2 separate regions of the Gossypium hirsutum genome follow, and region 1 is linked to region 2. The links are chromatin contacts, called in public Hi-C maps. All regions are on one chromosome and are shown on one strand. Each heading gives the region's core, a stretch centred on a gene start, on an enhancer-like site or on the middle of the called end of the contact. The rest is flanking DNA. Distances are from core to core; before and after follow the strand shown. Region 1 holds the start of LOC107963529 (protein RGF1 INDUCIBLE TRANSCRIPTION FACTOR 1). Region 2 has its middle 47 kb from the start of LOC107963529.

The links. A called contact is a pair of places that touch in the nucleus more often than the background predicts.
Region 1: a contact with region 2 is called in a Hi-C map of leaf, with 1.5 times the contacts expected there. The contact joins the promoter of LOC107963529 here to the enhancer-like site in region 2. A contact is called at or near these places in 6 of 34 Hi-C or Micro-C datasets (cotyledon, fibers, leaf and 1 more).

Annotation. Positions count from the first base shown.
Region 1 is chrA06:8,882,383-8,888,619 of Gossypium_hirsutum_v2.1, forward strand. LOC107963529 (protein RGF1 INDUCIBLE TRANSCRIPTION FACTOR 1) reads left to right here and starts at 1,522. Exons shown (of 4, transcript XM_016900005.2): 1 at 1,522-1,613; 2 at 1,742-1,987; 3 at 2,128-2,268; 4 at 2,349-2,968. The coding sequence starts at 1,602. The coding sequence ends at 2,702.
Region 2 is chrA06:8,833,472-8,839,850 of Gossypium_hirsutum_v2.1, forward strand. No RefSeq gene overlaps it. Among protein-coding and RNA genes, the nearest start is that of LOC107963529, 47 kb to the right of the region's middle. Within about 2 kb of position 3,055, at least 3 of the 9 cell types and tissues checked have an H3K27ac peak or open chromatin away from gene starts, as enhancers often do. A contact at or near this core is called in leaf, where this site is marked.

The sequences.
Region 1 (6,237 bases), core at 272-2,771, 47 kb after region 2:
TTTTATTATATTTGATCTTTTTATATAATATTTAAAATTACACATAATTCTTTTCAATCCTTAAACTCAAATTTATATCATTTTCACTAATAACAATACCGAGACCAAGGTTAAATTAATATATTTATATATTTATACATTCAAATTCTCAAGCTGTGCACTAGTTACTTAGCTTTGAAGTCCAACCAGGGATGATAATTAAAAAATATATATGACACCTTTAAGACAAAAAAAAAAGTGTGTTTTTAATAGTAAATTAATGGCAGTTATTATGAATTAATTCTTAAGATTTGCAACAGTATGAATTCCATGTTTAGTAAATTATTTTTTTAATTACGGTATAAAACTCAAACAATCAACGCGATTAACATGACTCGAATTCAAATCATACTTGAAGCGGTAAACACCTTTAATCATTAATCATCAAGTTATCATATGAAATTTTAATAAATTGAATTTTAAGATATTAAATTTCATTTGTTTATATATAAAGTAAATTATTTAATATGATTTTATATTTGAGAAAGCTTTAAAAAAACTTAGTTTCAATTACTAGATAAATGGTTAAAAGATTGAAGAGAGAAATAATAATGAAAACCAAAATCCCAAAACCCAACTTAACATTAATGTTAGAAGTGTGTTTATTGTTTAATTCAAAATTCCCAGAAAGGAGGATAGCGCCAACGAATTTCCAACCAAGAAATCATGAATTTCAAAGGAAAAAAAATTAAAAATAAAACAGAGGGCAGCCAAAAAAACAAATGGTAAAATGCAGCTGCTTCAAGAAGAGGTGAGGTTAGTTTAGCAATAAGTAGCTCTTAAGCCAAGGCGATAGTAGAAAAACAATTTGTTTAAAGGAGTGATCTAGAATGGCAGACATGGAAACAGCACCCACGTTCTCCTCATATCTTACTTGATTAACTTTTTTTTTCTATTTTTATATAATTCGCGATGAAGCCTTAATTTTAATTATAATTATAATATTAAATTTTAATGTTTTAAGTGTTTAAGTGATGTATTCGAATTATTTTCATCTATATATTATTTTTATAAGAGTTATTTGTTTATATCTTTAAACTATCGATATTATATTAATTTATTGTTAATTTAACTATTAAACGATATGTAAAATTTTATGTGACATGTAAAATGTTGTTGTATAACTTTTAAAATTAAAAATTAAAAATAAAGTTAAAAAAAGAGAGTAAATGATATTTTTTAAAAAATTTTGAAAAAATATTTTTTTAAATTTTTATTTTAAATTATATTAAATATAATTTAACGTCTCATTTAATAATTAAATTAACGATTTAATCACAAAAAAATATTATTGATTTAACTTTGATAATTTAAAGATATAATTAGAATTGAAATTATAAATTGAGGACGTTTGGTGGAATTAAATTTTTTTATAATTATCAATTATATATATAATTAACCCACCAATGGACAAAATGTTGTGTATCTCCCCAAGGAATAAATATATACCCTTTCTTTTCTTGTGAACCTCCATAAATACTCATATCACTATCTCTCTCTCTTCTCTGAACTCCACTGTCTTGAAAAGTACAGCTCAAGGAGAGGCCTGCTTTAAAGTGTTTATGGTGATTATGGTTTGTCTTCTTTTTTCCCTTTTTCTCTTTCTCTCAATCAAAATTCTTGTCTGGTTTTAGGGTTTATAGAATTTCATGCTTAATTGGGTATTGGTTTTTTATTTTATTTTATTTGTGGTGGTGCTTAGGGAATTCAAAAGCCTGCATGGTTAGAAGCTCTCTACACCCAGAAATTCTTTGTTGGGTGTTGTTACCATGAAACTGCAAAGAAGAACGAAAAGAACGTGTATTGTTTGGATTGTTGCGTCAGTATTTGCCCTCACTGCATACCCTCACATCGTTTCCACAGGCTTCTTCAGGTTCGTCGCTACGTATATCATGATGTTGTCAGATTGGAAGATCTTCAGAAGCTTATAGATTGCTCTAATGTCCAGGTTTGTCATTTATTTCACACAAGAACTAAATGAAGTTCAAATTTTGCTTCTTCTTCTTTTTTTCCACAGTATCTTTTAATTTCTTGAAAATTCAGTTCATATGAGTTGCTCATTCATAATGATGACCTTAATTGGATTAGGCCTATACTATAAACAGTGCTAAGGTGGTATTTATCAAAAAGAGACCTCAAAACAGGCAATTCAAAGGAGCTGTAAACTATTGTACTTCTTGTGATAGAAGTCTCCAACAACCATTTATCCATTGCTCCCTGGGGTGCAAGGTATATAGGACTCACTTGAATTAGCTTAAATCATTTAAATTATGTGTTTGAAAATGATGGAGTTCTTATGTTATAATCAGGTGGATTTTTTGCTGAAACACTACAAAGATTTGTCGCCATTCTTAAGGAAATGTAAAACTTTAACACTGAGCCCAGATTTCCTAATTCCCCAAGAGACTGGGGAGGAAGAAATGGCAAACGAGACAGCACAGTCAACAATAGTGGACAGTGATGAGCCAATGAGCTGGTCGTCGTCAGGGTCGGAGAGCATGAGCATGAGCATGAGCATGGCATACAGTTCTGATCAGATTGTTAGGAAGAAAAGAAGTGGGCTATATTTGTGGAGATCATCAGCTAATAGGGTTTCAGATGAGGATATTGCTTCAAGCATGAGTAGAAGGAAAGGCATTCCTCATAGATCTCCTCTATGTTAGAATAAATATTAAAATAGAATAAAAATCAAAATCAAATAGTTTAGTTTTGATATTTTTGACTGAAGCTGAACCATTATTAATTTCAAAATGCTTTAAGCTCTCTCTGTCTCTCTCTTTCTATATATGTTTTTAAATTAATTTAGTCACTTGGTCGGAGGGTTTTGTCTTAATGGCATCACGTGATTCCAAATTCCAAGTTAAGTGTTTGTACAATATTTTTACCCTTTTTTTTATTTCATTTCTCATTACGATATATATGATTAGTTTTTGTTTAATTGGATAAATGGGACAACTCTCTATTCTTCTGCTATTAAGCCTCTCTCACGTATATATTGCACATTTTTCATGCTTCAACTATTACCTAGTCATACGAATGTGAAGGGCTAGATTCATAAATATTCCAAGATATCGTAACAAAAGGGAATTATAATCCCCTAACCAAAGGAAATTATAATATTTTGATCAAATTTTGTTATTAGTCTTTATGTTACGTGTAAGTTGTGGATTTAGTTCAAGTACTTTAATTTGATCAACTCTACTCATTCTACTCTATAAATAGATTAATTTTAATTTTTATACTTTTTAAATTTTGAAATTTTAATCTTTAACTCAATTGGTATCAATTAAATTCATTAAGTGAAATTATGTTAATTGACAAATTAGCTTTCAGAATAATTAATTAATTAGATATATGGAATGATAAATATGATAGTTACATATTTTTATTTTTGTATATAGCAAAATTGTTTTCAAAGCTAAAATAAAATTTTAAAGAAAAATATTGAACATAATGAAGGGAAAATGTACTTGTTATTATGAATATGCTAATATTTTAAAATTAATTATTATATAACAACTATAAAATTATTGTCAATGCAAATTTATCTAAATATGGAATTTTATATATGAATAGAATGGTCATTCATATAATTAATGCATTGGAATCAACAATATAATTAATTTTAAAATAAAATTGTTGCATATGAAACTCTAGAATGATTATTTTAAATTTAAAAAAAATACTATTAGGTCAAAAAAATAACATTGTTATATTGTTATTTTTATTGCATTACGGGAACAAATAAAAATAAATATTATAGTCATAACAAGGTGATAATTCAATCGGATAATATGGAGGTTATTAAAATTATATATGGAAGTGCTTTGAAGACTTCAAATTCTGCTTTGATTAGAAGAATACATCGAATACATTCTTATAGAACATAATCAAAGCGCGAATCATTTAGCCAAACTAGCCTTTGCAAAAAAGGAGGATCTATAATTGGTTGATACCTCTTCAATCAGGGGAGAATCTAGAGGGCTAACAGGGCCCTTGGAATTTTCTATTTTGTGCCTTTAAAAATTTAAAAATTTTAAATTTAGTAAAGGTAAAATTATATTTTGTTCCCCATAAAAATGATAAAATTTTGATTTATTCATTTAAAAATTACATTTTTACCATAGTAAAAGTTACAATTTAATTTCACCTCTCTAAAAGAATTTTTTGACTTCACCCTGCCTCCAAAAGAAATACTAGAGTTTTTTGAAGCATATAAGGAAAGGAGTATTCATATTCCTTAGTCTTTTTATGTAATTTGGCTTAGTTGTGTTTTTAAATTCACCTAAAAAAATATAATATTCGAGTATTATGTGTTTCATTTTCAGATGAGGAGTCATTATGCAAATAGTTGTTTAATTGAATCAGTTATACAAAATATAAGTTATACAAAATAATTATAGAATTACAATTACTTACATCCGTGAGGCCTTACTCAAAAAGTAATCCACTATAAATTATTTATATAAAACATGATTTAAGTTTAAATCATTACAAAGTTGTAACCTCACTACGAGATATTAGTTAAATAAAATTTTCCCTATAAAAACCTAATTATTGATTGAATAATAAGAATAATTTATTACAACAATTTGTACTAAAATAAGTCTCTTACACGAAAAAGATAAGCTCTCGCAATCTAATCTTTGTCTCCTTGGATGCAGCTCAAAAAGGGTTCAATATGGAAGAAAATTAGTAGAGATATTATTGATGTAATCCTTTTTTGAAAAACAAATTTCTTCAATTAAAGAAATTCGATAAACATTTAAGGTCTTTAAAATATACTGCCTTGACTTGATTTTCTCTATGTTTTGACTTTAATAAAGTGCTACTAAAAATTCTCAAAGATTTGTTTAAAGAGTCCAAGTTTTTCAATCAAAGGATGTAAGTTAAGTTGTAATTGAAGTTGTATTCAGACAATATAACTAGTATTAAGAGATTTGAATAACAAATTCCGATATTTTTAAATCTTTTATTAAAAAAAATACAATCTTAGATAATAAATATAAAAAGATTAATATCCGTATTTACTCGATCTAGAAAATATATTATCCAACATCATCATCACAGTGATTAACGTTAATTTCAAAAATTTTCTATGGAAAAGGGGTTATGGATATACAATAAATTCTACAAAATATCCCAAGGTAATCACAGCTCCCATGAAAATTGTGTGTGTGTGGGGAAAGGAAGCACATGAAGTTTTTATTGTTAATTACATCTCAAGTTGATGATAAATATTAAAATCATTGTCTGAAATGTGAATAGGATGGATGGAATGGGAGAGCGAGGGCTTTCATTTCTCTACTATTTCTCGAAGAGATAGAGAAACAGTGGGTTTAATTTAATGTTTAGAGTTTTAAAATTAAACTTTTGACTGGTCAAACCCTACCACACTAATCAAGCTTTAAAATTTGTTAGGGTATAAAATATCAATTACTTGTACTAGTACTTGAGAAAAACAAACTTAGATTATTAGTAGGGAGCAGTGCAATCCTTTTTTAACTGAATCAACATGGTTAACTCATAATCAAAATAGATTAATTGATTGGAGTGGAATAATATAGGTTAATATATAATACATGCAAGAAATGATCAAATGTTTATCATAGTATAATAGTATGTTTGAAACGGAATTTTGGAAGCCAATTTTCATTTTTCTTCAGTCTTTTCATCTTTCATTCATTGTTCAAATACTACTTAGGATAGTAAGTTAGGACAACACTTCAGACAGTGAGTTTGTTGGTTTTTTTTTTACTTGGTTAGTTTTCTATTAACAAATGATTCTCGAATCGAAGCTGCAATTAATATTCTCTTTGGTGGATTGAATTTTAAATGGAAGAAGAGAGAAGAAGGGTTGATTGGATGTAAACCTTATCCTTATCCATTAAGGCTTAAATCGTTTTATTTTCCTTAAAGATAAGGCTGATCATATTTGCATAGAGAGGAAGCATTTTCGAAAATTAAAAGAGAATATTTTGTGGATATTTATCTCAGATTAATATGTTGAATTATCTCATCAAAATAACTTGGAGAAGCTATTAATTTTTAGCTTGCAAAAAGGCTGCATTGCCGCACATTTGTGTGTGAATCTTGAGTGCTTTTGTCGAGTGTTTTTTTATTGATATTTTTGCTTTATATTTTTGCACTCTTGTGTTAGGCATTTACTGGAGAGTAAACCTTGTAGTAAGAAAGGTT
Region 2 (6,379 bases), core at 1,805-4,304:
TTAATATCACATTATAATTGACTCATATGAATTAAATGATAATTAATACAAATTTATTAGTCGGATTTGTGGTCCTGAAATTACTGTTTTCGACACCACAAAAAGCGAGATATTACATTGATGGTGCAAAGTTCAGAATGAATCCTCCTCTGGTCATATTGAAGTTACAAAAGCTTTTCTCTCCATTTGAAATGGATTCACCTTAGTCATCACAAATGTCGTCCGCCTAACCTTATTGGCGTAAAAAAAATTTGAAATTGATCTCCGCCTCGTCGATGTTGAAAAAATCAGAGTTGATCTCCACTGCACCATGTTGTTAAGAAAAAAAAAACAGAATAAATCTCTACTTTGCCACATCGGTGTTGAAAAAAAAAATCATATGCCCTAGTCATCGCCAAAGTCTTGGCAAAATGATATAGCACGTCCTTGGTCCACTCCCAAATATTTGTTGATGTTTCCAAAAATCTCGAAGTCAGCTTGAGCATCATATGCCTCAACCATCGCCAAAGTCTTGGCGGAATGATATAGCACGTCTTCGGTTCGCCCTTTAAGAGTTGTCGAAGTCTCCAAAAAATCTTGATAGCTTTCCAACAAGCTCGCTCTCCCTTCTAAACGGTACACCTTTGACTTCAATGGTTGATCAATGCTAGCGCATCATATACCTCAATCATCGTCAAAGTTTTGGTAGAATAATATGGCACGTCTTCTGTCCACTCCTGATGTTTGTTGAAGTCTTCAAAAATCTTGAAGTCAGCTAGCGCTCCCCTCCTGACAGTACACCTTCGAATTCGATGCTTAACTTCGGATGGTTGATACTTCTCCTGATCTTTGAAGTGCACCATTATAAGTTGAAAAAAAAAAGTACAAAAAAGCCAAATAAAAAAGAAAAAAAAGAAATGAATTTTGAATTGTGTGGCATGGAGGCAACAAATTTCCCCATAAAATCGACTTGTTGACATCGTCAATGTCAAGACATGGCAAACTCAAAGACCTTATTTATAGTGATTGGAAGCAAAATCCCGATGGGAGTAAAAGTCATAGTTGGTCCTTACCTTTCATTGCAGAGACTCGATAGGAAATTGATAATTGACTATCGTTATTAACACCCCTTTTCAGTTCCTCACACCATGGTCATGCTTGGTGAGTCAAATTGAAATTCCATAAGTGTAAAGCTAAAAAAGTATTTGATTTGCTTGTGTGGAAACAGGGAGGAAGTCGACTACAGGGAGTTTCACTGGGAGCATGGAGGAAATAGAGGAGAGGTTGGTATTTTTGTGTGGAGAAAAATTCGACCTCAATGATCGAAGTGGTGAAGACAGATTATATAAACACGGATATGGAGAGGCTGGAAAAAAAAAAGATGTTCGATATAGGTTTGTGGTGGATGTTGCAGGAAGCAAAATTGATTAACAATAGAGCAATAATTTATATGTATCTTCAAATGTGACTCTATTTTTGGAAGAAATTAAGGTTTTTTTTTTTTTACCTTCCCTGAGACTTAAAAATCTGGCATTACTTTCCATCGTAGTAAGATGTAAAACACCCTGTATATAAGCACCCAGCTCCTGTCCCCCCTTCATCTTTATCTTCAAGAAAAAAGAACCCCATCAATTTCTCTGTTTTGTTTCATATTTCATTCCTTCATTTCCAACAATTCAAAGAAAATTTGAAACAGTGATCTCATTTCTTTGCAGCGAAAATCTTCTGTTTTTTCTTCTGTTATTATTTTCGCTGCTTCTGAACCCTTGTTCACCGATAAAAGAGAAGCCATATACAGACTGGAGAAAACAGTGTACAGGCAGGAGAGAGATAACCCATCTTTTTCATCTACTCCGCTTGATAAAATCTACTGTTCCATCGATGGTGGTGACACCAGTCTAGTGGAAAACAATGTAAAAGAAACAAAGCAAAGCTAGCAGGAAATGCAACGGAAGCAGAGTAGTAGAAGAGGAAGATGAAGAAACGTCAAGTTTCCGACGAGCTTGTTTGATGGAGAAATGGATGGAAAAGAAGGTCACTGAAAAGGCAGATGCAAGCAGGAAACTGGTTTCACATATGGATTAATTATAGAGAAGTACTTGGTTTTAATTAAAAGCAAATATGCCACGTTCAATTATGGGTACGTGGAGAGTTTGGTTGAATCCAAAATCCAAATCCAGTTTTATATGTTCTAACTAAACTTCAACGTCTGTGCATTCCCTCTATACAATCTTTTTCCTTGGACAATTCCAAAACTAATCAAACAATACTCTCTTTGACTTGTTGACCCCATCATTTGATTCTTAAAAACTATTAAATCTTTATTTAGCATTGTGAAGAAGAATCTCCATTTAGTTAAACATTGATACTAAAGATCAATATGGAAGAGATGGTAGTGGAGTAAAGTCGATTCACCTCTGTAGGGTAGAGAGCAGTAAAAAATTATGGTTGAATGGGGAGATGACAAAAGGAATGAGAGACTTGATGTCATATCCTTGGTCCCTTTCCTCGCCCTTATATAGATAGATAAGTTCTTGTCCTGTAATACCACATGTCGAGTCATATTGGTGGGTCAAATATCAGTAGCCGAACTAATGTTGCAGGTGCAGGTAGGTTAGCGCCATAGTGTCCTACACGGTCCCACCTGATGCAGCAGTCCCTTGCTATGGCAACTAATGAGTGAGCCTACTTGTCAAACCATTAACCGAATGATTCTACCAAGGGGTTCCACAAAGAGTCTTACACACACTGAAGTCTTATTACAGACAGTCCTAGTATAACACATAACATTTTGGCTTTTAACATTAATCGTAAAATAAGCTATTTCCAGCCCTCAATTAGAAGCATATAAGGAGTTCAAAGCAGTTAGCAGCAAATGAAGGATTTTTTTTGTGAGCAATTTTCCATTGGGACCAGAGACTGCTATGCAGTTATCTATCAAATATCCAACTTTCAGGTTGCAATGAACCAAAAACATTGTCCCCATCCCCAACAAACACCCACAGAGAGACCATACGTAGGTAGGAGCATTTGTTGAATTGCATGGTCCATGAAATCTTGGCACTTGTGGCCACACCACAGCAAAGGTGACCCGGCAGATGACATGTGAGTCCTCACCTGCAATCAATAAGTAAAACATGGTGGATCTAGCCCAAAATCTATGGTGGCCAACTAACATTATAAGATACAATGTTCAATGTCTGATATAGGTCCATACCTACTTCCTTTAATACCAACTTCCTTCACCCATTCTGCACTTTTCACCTTTTTTTTTGTACAATTTTATTAAATTCTGTCCGCAGTTCAATTAATTTTCATCTTTATCCAACCAATGCATGTCTTTGAGATATATTTATTTTTATAAACTTTTCTATACATATTTCAAATTGAAGTGGAAACGTAACAATAGAATGTAAATCCTCACTTTTGAAATGCCAATAAAAAATCATATCTACTAAGCATACGACGGTTGATTAATTAATTTCTATAAAAAAATGGTTGTATTATCAAATAAATTACATTTTTTTCATCTATCAATTCGGGTTATATATTTTATACTAACAATTAAATTTATTAAAAAAAATTAATTCTAGGTTACAAAATTTAAAGAATCAGAATCTCATATGTTGACATGATAGTTAGGGTGATAACCGTCACAAGTGTAATTTGAATTTAAGTCTCCTTTTATAATTTTTTAAAAAAAAAAACTAAAGGGCCCCAAAATGTAATGCATCATTGCTCCATCATCCAAAGTGATGGTTTAATCAAACACTTGGTCCCGTATAATACTCATCTCTCTTCCTTTTCCCTATATTGTAGCTTCCAAAAAAAAATGATGGTCTAACAAGTATATAAGAAAAAATAAAACTAATAACACTATTATGTGAAAATTTAAGTTCATTCATAACCCTAAAAAACCTGCAGCATTCCTGGAAGACTGTCCCTAAATTTCCTTCTCCGGAAAAACTTTTGCTTCTTTTTATGTTGGATTTCTTTTTTAATCCCCCCACTCTTAGTTGTGAATTGGAGGTTTTCTCCTAGCTGGAGAATAGTCCATTTCAACAATGTCCATAATGTTGACATAGTGGTGATAGACGTCCGGGTTTTGGGAAGTTATCGGTGAACCAAGAAGGAATTTCTCTTGCTTCCCACCATTTTCTTCCTCGACGGCTGGTTTGAGTGTTGAAATTGGTATAACTTTGTTTTCTCCCTTCTCTTCTTTCTGTTTACATAAGTCACATGTAAAGGGAAGGGAAGATCTAAACCATAGCTATGGGAATGTACATGTTAAACTATTAACTCAAAACCAACCTTTGAAATGGTGGAAGATGTAGGAGTTATAGCAGTAGTTGCAGTAAAAAGTTTCCTACCCTTTCCTGCAAAAAAGAATGTTAAAAAAATGAATCTGCTTTAGATTGAGATGTATATGTGTTGGATTTGTTGCACTACAAGACAACATGGACTTTGTCATTGGTTTTTGATTCATAAAACTTTGAATTCTTACACAAATTAAATGCCCCCATAATGCTATAATATGGTCCAGTGAAAGGGAAGTTATTATTCATATATGGTTAGACGAGCTTCTTGGTGGACAAAAGGAATTTGTCAGCTTACATGGCCTTGGTAACGGTTCTTATGAGGGCTTTAAAGAATAATGAAACAACTAGTAAGCCTGGTAGTTAAAATATGGTAAAAAACTAATCCTAGGGAGGAAATTTTAATGGTGCCTTGGCCTGTGCTTCCTAGGTCCACAGTAGTCTTCATGAATGCTTGGTACCCAGTGGTGTGATTTTCTCTTCTTGGTACCTGTACAATGCCCTTGTTTGCAGAGAAGGATATCTCCCATAACTCCATTACTGCTTTTCATCAAAGCACCTTCCTGTATAGGATCATGTCCAGCCGGTTTGAAACTTTTCTCCAAGCGAATCCCTACAAAAGAAACAAGATTAGATGTCAGAATTTAATGATATATAAATATGTAATGGCAATGCAGTAAAGAGGAATTCTTGGCATACCTTGAACGCTAGAAAGGTAAATGATGAACAAGACCATAAGGGAGACTGCTAAGTGGGAAGGCCTCATTTGTGAAGAGATATATGGGATTTATGTGTTTCAGTGTTTGGTTTCTCTTTCACTGTCGGTACAAGAACTTGGATGTTAGTCCTTTTGAATTATCGATTACTATGGGAAGTTACCCCCCTTTAATATATGCTATTTGGCTTTTAGGACCCACATGGAAGTTTTCGCAATTTAAATTGGAAAAAGAAAAAAAAAAGAGACCAATCATTAGGGCACCCAATATACCCCCATTATTCAATAATGGACCATGAGTTGGACTTGTTTTAAGACCCTTTGCTATAGGGGACATAATGGGATACTCTCCACTATGGTGAACTTTTAAATGTCAAAATGAAACCCAACATATTTGTGAAAATTGCCTTAAAGAATGAAAAACAACAAGACTTTTGGGAGATAGCTTGAGGGTTTTCTGAAATCATGTTTTAGACTATTATTTTAAAACCATGCATTAATAACAAAATAAATAAATAAATCTTATTCATATTGGTTGTACACATGGTACAATCCATACTAGAAATTAAATATTAAAATAATAATAATAATAATAATAATAATAGACCATGTGGTATATTAGTTGCTCACACTATAATAAAAAACAGTTAAATTTATAATGTTTAAAAAATATTGTCAGCTAAAGTATTAATAGGTGGCGGATATAAAAAGTGTTGCATTATATTAAATATTATGCAACCATTTATAAATGTTGCATTTTATTGTATTACGCAACACACTAGCAATATTGTATTTATATTATTGCTTAAAACTATATTGAAAACCAATATATAGAAAATCGTTCACTTTTTGTGTTGTCTAATATCTCATAATCGTTGCCTTTAATATCATCATTTACAACATATATAATGTTTTTTATATAAGAATTGATAGACCTAATTATTTATTAATTAATATGGACACAAAAGTTCAACTATATATTGATACATGTATTAATTATTAAGGTATTAGTGGTGTCTATTATGTGTTGAGGTGTATTTTGATTTGAATTTTCTTCAAATATTGTTTTACCTAATGGAATATCGGGTGGTACTGGTATTGTCCCAATGGAATATGAGATGGACATGCTTCGTCATTTTCAGTTATTTCAAGTATTATTTTATTTAGTTTAGAACTTGAAAAATGAATTATGATTGTATTGTTTCATTTCTTTTCATTTTGACTTGTATAATGATTTTAATTATTTTCAAAAGGGATAATATTTGAATAGAGAGCATCATTTATTTGATTTTGTGGAGGTAAATAGCCATAAGGATTATTATTTTTTTTGTTATTGGTAACATTTTATTAAATATATTATTGAAATTAC